Linked DNA regions of Anas platyrhynchos: region 2 is linked to region 1. A link is a contact called in public Hi-C data. All regions are on one chromosome and are shown on one strand. The core of a region is the stretch at or near the end of the contact, and the rest is flanking DNA. Distances in the headings are between cores, read along the strand shown. Region 1 holds the start of EVA1A (eva-1 homolog A, regulator of programmed cell death). Region 2 has its middle 230 kb from the start of EVA1A.

Evidence for each region. A called contact is a pair of places that touch in the nucleus more often than the background predicts.
Region 2: a Hi-C map of liver shows a contact between it and region 1, with 2.5 times the contacts expected there. The contact joins the enhancer-like site here to the promoter of EVA1A in region 1. A contact is called at or near these places in 3 of 8 Hi-C or Micro-C datasets (F1 follicle, liver and subcutaneous adipose tissue).

What each region holds. Positions count from the first base shown.
Region 1 is chr3:113,638,166-113,640,865 of IASCAAS_PekinDuck_T2T, reverse strand. EVA1A (eva-1 homolog A, regulator of programmed cell death) reads right to left here and starts at 1,403. Exons shown (of 8, transcript XM_013093401.5): 1 at 1,125-1,403. The coding sequence starts at 1,224.
Region 2 is chr3:113,871,308-113,874,007 of IASCAAS_PekinDuck_T2T, reverse strand. No RefSeq gene overlaps it. Among named protein-coding and RNA genes, the nearest start is that of EVA1A, 230 kb to the right of the region's middle. Within about 2 kb of position 1,302, at least 1 of the 8 cell types and tissues checked has an H3K27ac peak or open chromatin away from gene starts, as enhancers often do. A contact at or near this core is called in F1 follicle, where this site is marked.

The sequences.
Region 1 (2,700 bases), core at 154-2,653:
GCCTCCAAAGGAGACTGAATCACAAGCAAGTCAGCCCCCCTCAGCTTCCCATTAAAAGACTTCAAGCTACTATCTATACTTTCCCCCCCTCCTCTGCCACAAGCTCCTCCTTTCTAACACAAATCTCACAGCACACAGACACACGCACTCCCAGGAAGCAAGCAGCAGTGTTGTGATGTGTTGAAACCAGTGAGATTCAGCTCTTGCTAATGACACTTTTTCCATTAGCAAACTGCAATTGGCAGCTCTTATCTGCTCCTTTTGCAACACTCACCTAAAGGACATGCCAGGCTAGACTTCACATTAGGTCACAAAGTTAGGGCAGATATCCCAAAAGCAAAGCGACCCCAGTAGCCATTCCTGAGCAAAATAATCACCCTGCTCAACTGCAAACGGAGACCTGGTATGTTTTCATTGACTCATACACACATCCACAAAGAACAGATGCAGAAAGCTAATTTTAAAGTAGCTAAAGCAGCTGCACATAGTTATAAAACTTATACAGGACTCCCCACCTTCAAAGCACTGTGTATTTAAGTGCTGTGCACAACTCAAAACAAGTGCTGTGAATAGTTTTAGTTTCCTATTTTACAACATATTTAGAAATGAGACACATCTTATCCTGCTTTAAGCAATCATAGGCTGAGTATAATTCATAATGTGCACCTAATGCTTCCTTTATCTGAGTTTGGGATTTCTGAAACAGTCAGGAGATGTATATAAGAGCAAAGGAATCTGGCCCATTGCAAAACACTTTAAATTTCTGTGTTAGCTTTCTCTTACATCCTCAGCCATCCCAGTCTCCTAACCTAGCTCCTTTCACTCACTCCTCAGAGAAAGGCAGCACAAACCCAGCTACAAACAGAAGTTAAAACATTTCCCATCCTTGTTCCCAAAGTTACTCAGAGCCTACTCCACTGAAACAGTTTTGCTCAGGGTTATTGAGGCAGGCTTTTAACAAACTCAAAATCCTCTTACAGAAGGATCCTTTCCATCAGATTACTTTAAAAGGATTAAAATCACTCCCTGTGTAACTCTCCCAGATCTGCTCCCGTCCACTTTCCTTGTGCCGTCCCCGCACACCGTAACAAGAGCTCCCGGCTGGGTCAGCACTTCTCCCCTACCTGAGAAGTCTGCCGAAGTCCTAGCAAAGTTGCTGCAAGCTGTCAAGCACATCAGTCCCATGAGAAAGGCAGAGGTAGGAAACACATCTGGGCAGCACATCCTTAGGTATCCTCACGGCTTGTTTTCTTCCAGAGAGAAGGAAAGCGCTCTCTGCCCCAGCCCGACACTCATCGCCCGGAGAAAACTCTTAGTCCCATAGCTTGGAAGGATCGCAGCCAGCAGCCAGGAAGGAAAACCACTCACACACACACACACACATCCCTTGGAGTGAATGAATCCGACTGAGTGAGGCTGACGAATGAGACAGACCTACCTGAGCCTTGGCGGAGGTCCCAGGGTCCTAAAAGCCATCGCTTTTTCGCCCAAATTTGCTGCGGGCTCCTCGCGTGCAGCTGTCCAGCAGCGGCAGGGCAGGGGGGTGAAAAAGCTAGGGGGATTCCTTGGGGGGTTGTTTTAGAGAAGTCGCTGTTATTTCAGGCACCCTGGGATCTTTCCTCTCTGGTGCAGACGGACAGAAGGATGGGCAGTGTTTTCAAAGGAGGGAGCCCGGGACAAAGCATCTGAATTTGCGTAGATTTTTGGAAGGATGGGCACTTGCTGCTGCAGTCAGGGTGAGAAGTGGTGTCCTGCCAGACCGGTGACAGGACAACTCTTCAGCAATGCCCAGCCTTACAGCTGATCTCACAGTGGAAGAGATTTTGGACTAGTATCACTGGGATCAAACCCTCCTGGATCTGTGCCGGACTGGGGCTGGTGTCAGTCCACACACCCAAAATCCTCCTTCCTTTTGAAAGCAGCCAGACAGGCCAGTCTTCATCTATCCCCCTGCACACTTCTTCCCTCCACCAAGCTCAACAGAGGATTTTCATGCAGTTCATAACCTTTTCAGACCAGGAGACCTGTCTCCTGCTATAGCCATTGCTTTAACCTCCAAACAGCACGGGCTTAGCTGCTCACCCAAGCTCTGCTCACACTTCAGAGCCAAAAGAAGGCTTCAGATCACCTGGAAGCACATTCAGTACTTTATTTTACCTGATCTCCATCCATACACACAATCTACACACATACATCCATACACATGTACTCCTTGGGTACAGGAGAGAGATCCTGGCCTTGCTCATCAGCATTAGCAGCATTTCAGGCTTTGTGTATAAATAATGGACATAACTGATATATCTAGGCTAGAGCAGAATGATGGTGCAGAGAACATGCAGATGGTTTTGACAGGCAAAGCCAACAGCCCTTAGCAGTCTGGGGGTACACACCCAAACCCACAGAGCAGCACAGTGTGGGGTTGCCAGGAAAGGGGGAGGCAGGCACACAGCTTCTGGACAAAGCTGCACCTTCTCCACACCAAAAATAACCAGAGTGGGAACATCCAAGGAAAAGCCACAACTGGTTTTTACTCTTCTGTCCTGCTCATCCACATGGAAATAAGCCAAACTTTCACCTCAGAACTGAAAAGCATAAGGGGCTTCAGCCCAAACACCTCTATTTTTTTATTTTTTTTTTCAGAGCTGAGTGCCCTTGTAAAGAGCTTCTTATGCTGAAGTTTCAAACAATGTTTCGGCTGTT
Region 2 (2,700 bases), core at 53-2,552, 230 kb before region 1:
CTCTAACCTAACACTAACAGTCCCCACTAAACCATATCCCTAAGCTCTACATCTAAACGTCTTTTGAAGACTTCCAGGGATGGTGACTCCACCACCTCCCTGGGCAGCCCGTTCCAGTGCCTAACAACCCTTTCAGTAAAGAAATTCTTCCTAACATCTAACCTAAAACTCCCCTGGCGTAACTTTAGCCCATTCCCCCTCGTCCTGTCACCAGGCACATGGGAGAACAGGCCAACCCCCACCTCGCTACAGCCTCCCTTAATGTACTTACACAGAGCAATAAGGTCACCCCTGAGCCTCCTCTTCTCTAGGCTGAACAAGCCCAGCTCCTTCAGCCGCTCCTCATAGGACTTGCTCTCCAGATAATCAGGTGCTATTGTTAAAATCTAGAACATAACCACTAAATGAAATCTATTTAGAAGCAAACCATTTTGAAACAGGGAGGAAAACAAACAAAAAATTACAGTGTTCCATTTCAAGAACATTGGGCTGGAATTGAGAACACTGGTACTTCAAAGTACTTTGATGTACTTTTTTTTGAATGTAGTGGAACGGATATGTTCCTATAGAAAGTTTTTGTATTGATGAATCTGCATTTTCTCATTATATATATATATAAGCCAGCTCTAATCCTGAGCACATGGAGTTGAGTTTTTGCACCATCCCAAAATAAAGTGATAGATAAGATTATCTGTAAATCATCTTCCCACCCCACAGGCAGATAGGACATATCAGTGCTGTTTGCAGCATCAAAACTTTTACAATATCCTTTAGTAGCTTGTGCTTCAGCTTCTGTCTTTTCCTTTAGCACATACAATGCAGTGGGACCAAACTAGCCAAAAATCCTTTGTGCAAAGCACTATGTAATACATGTTCAAAAGACATTCTTTTGCCTGTGTCAGCAGGATTATAGGAGAATGAAACCAAAACAAATGAATGTAGGATTGGAATGAGTGTATTCATAATTCTCCTAATACTTAACCTATCATTGACTAGCAGGTGCTAGAAGGATGTGACTGTACAGATACACCAACGTGTTTCATGCCAGCTCAGCAGTATTTCTGTGGTTTTCAGTAGTTTCTTCCAGCTGGAGTCTCTGCCATCCTCTGAAGTCCTGTTTAAACGGAGCAGTAAGTTCTGATGAGAATTAGCAGCCTCCTGTGTCTTCCAAAAGTTCATCCTTGCTTTTCAAGAGACAGGTGAATGCTCAGGGCTGCTGGACCGGGGGAAGGATACGTCCAGCACCCTTGCTGCAACACGCCAGCCCAACCCCTGCTGAAGAGGGAGCATGCCATCGTGTGGCGGTACAACCTCACTACATCGGTGCAATTTTTCACCACCGTATCAGATATAACTGGTGATAACTGTACGATGAGGGGGGAACCTCCGGATCCTTCCGATTTCCCTGTTCTCTCTGGTCTACTCAAGGACGTTTTAAGGTTTTTTGTGTGTCTCTAGTATTGCTCCATTTTACCCAGAAGTTTTGGAGGCTCTTACTGGCAAAATAAATAATAAATGAAATGAAATGAAATGAAATAAATAAAATAAAATAAAATAAAATAAAATAAAATAAAATAAAATAAAATAAAATAAAATAAAATAAAATAAAATAAAATAAAATAAAATAAAATAAAATCCCACAAAATAACATAAAATAAAATAAAATAAAATCCCACAAAATAACATAAAATAAAAAATAAAATAATTAATTGAAGGATGAAGGCTGGGGTGCTGCCATGCAAATGTGACTTTGTCCCCTCTGATGCAGAGAAGTCCTCCTCATCGGCCCTTTGTGATGTCTTGGGCATCATGGACATGGGAGATGCCAACTTCACCATCGTGGTTCTACTGAGAGGATCTTGGCAAAGTGCATTTTGCCAGGTAGAGGCTCGTTTTGGCTGTCAGTGGGGACTGAAGTGCCCTGAGCTTCCCCATGCATGGCTTCCCCCTGCCTGACCTGTGCTTCTCCTTGTTCTTATTCTGGGTCTTTCCTGGAAGGCCATGGCAGAGCAGGGACATTGCCACGGGGAGAGGGCTGCAGGAAGAACTGACACATGGATACACTACTCCTCACAGCAATTTAAGGGCAGCCAACAAACAAGTTGGGGCTCTGAGGATGACTGATGTCGCAGCCCACTAACAGAAGGATAACTCAGTAACAACCTTTGGAATGCACAAGTGCAGCCAAACTCAGATGCCTACTATTCGTTTGAAAACTAGGCATAAACACAAAATATCTCCTGTGTTGATAATGTTATTGACTTCCATACTCTCGAATTCCCAACACTGCATTTGTTCTGTTGATGACAGTATTCAGTTATTAAACTTCTGCAGAACTTCTTGTGTTTCATACCCTGGAGCGCACACACAGCAGGAAAAGGGCCAAAGCAGGATGGGGGAATCACTGGCTGGGGATGTGGGAAGGGTTGCTGGAGGAAATCATTTGTCTTTGAGTAAGTTTTTCGAGGTGAAAGAGCTAGACAAAACAGAGTGGCTTTCCAAACTTTGCAAAAAGTTGACATGTCTTTAGAGGTTGACTTTCCTAAATGCTTTCTTGCCTGTGACATTTCCATCATCTCCAGACAGATTGTTTTAAATCTAATCCTTGGACCGCTGCAGTATTGATCGCAGGCAGCCACAGAGAAAGTAATTGGCTCTATCTTATTCCTCTCACAGTCTTCTCTCCCCCACTTCTACCTC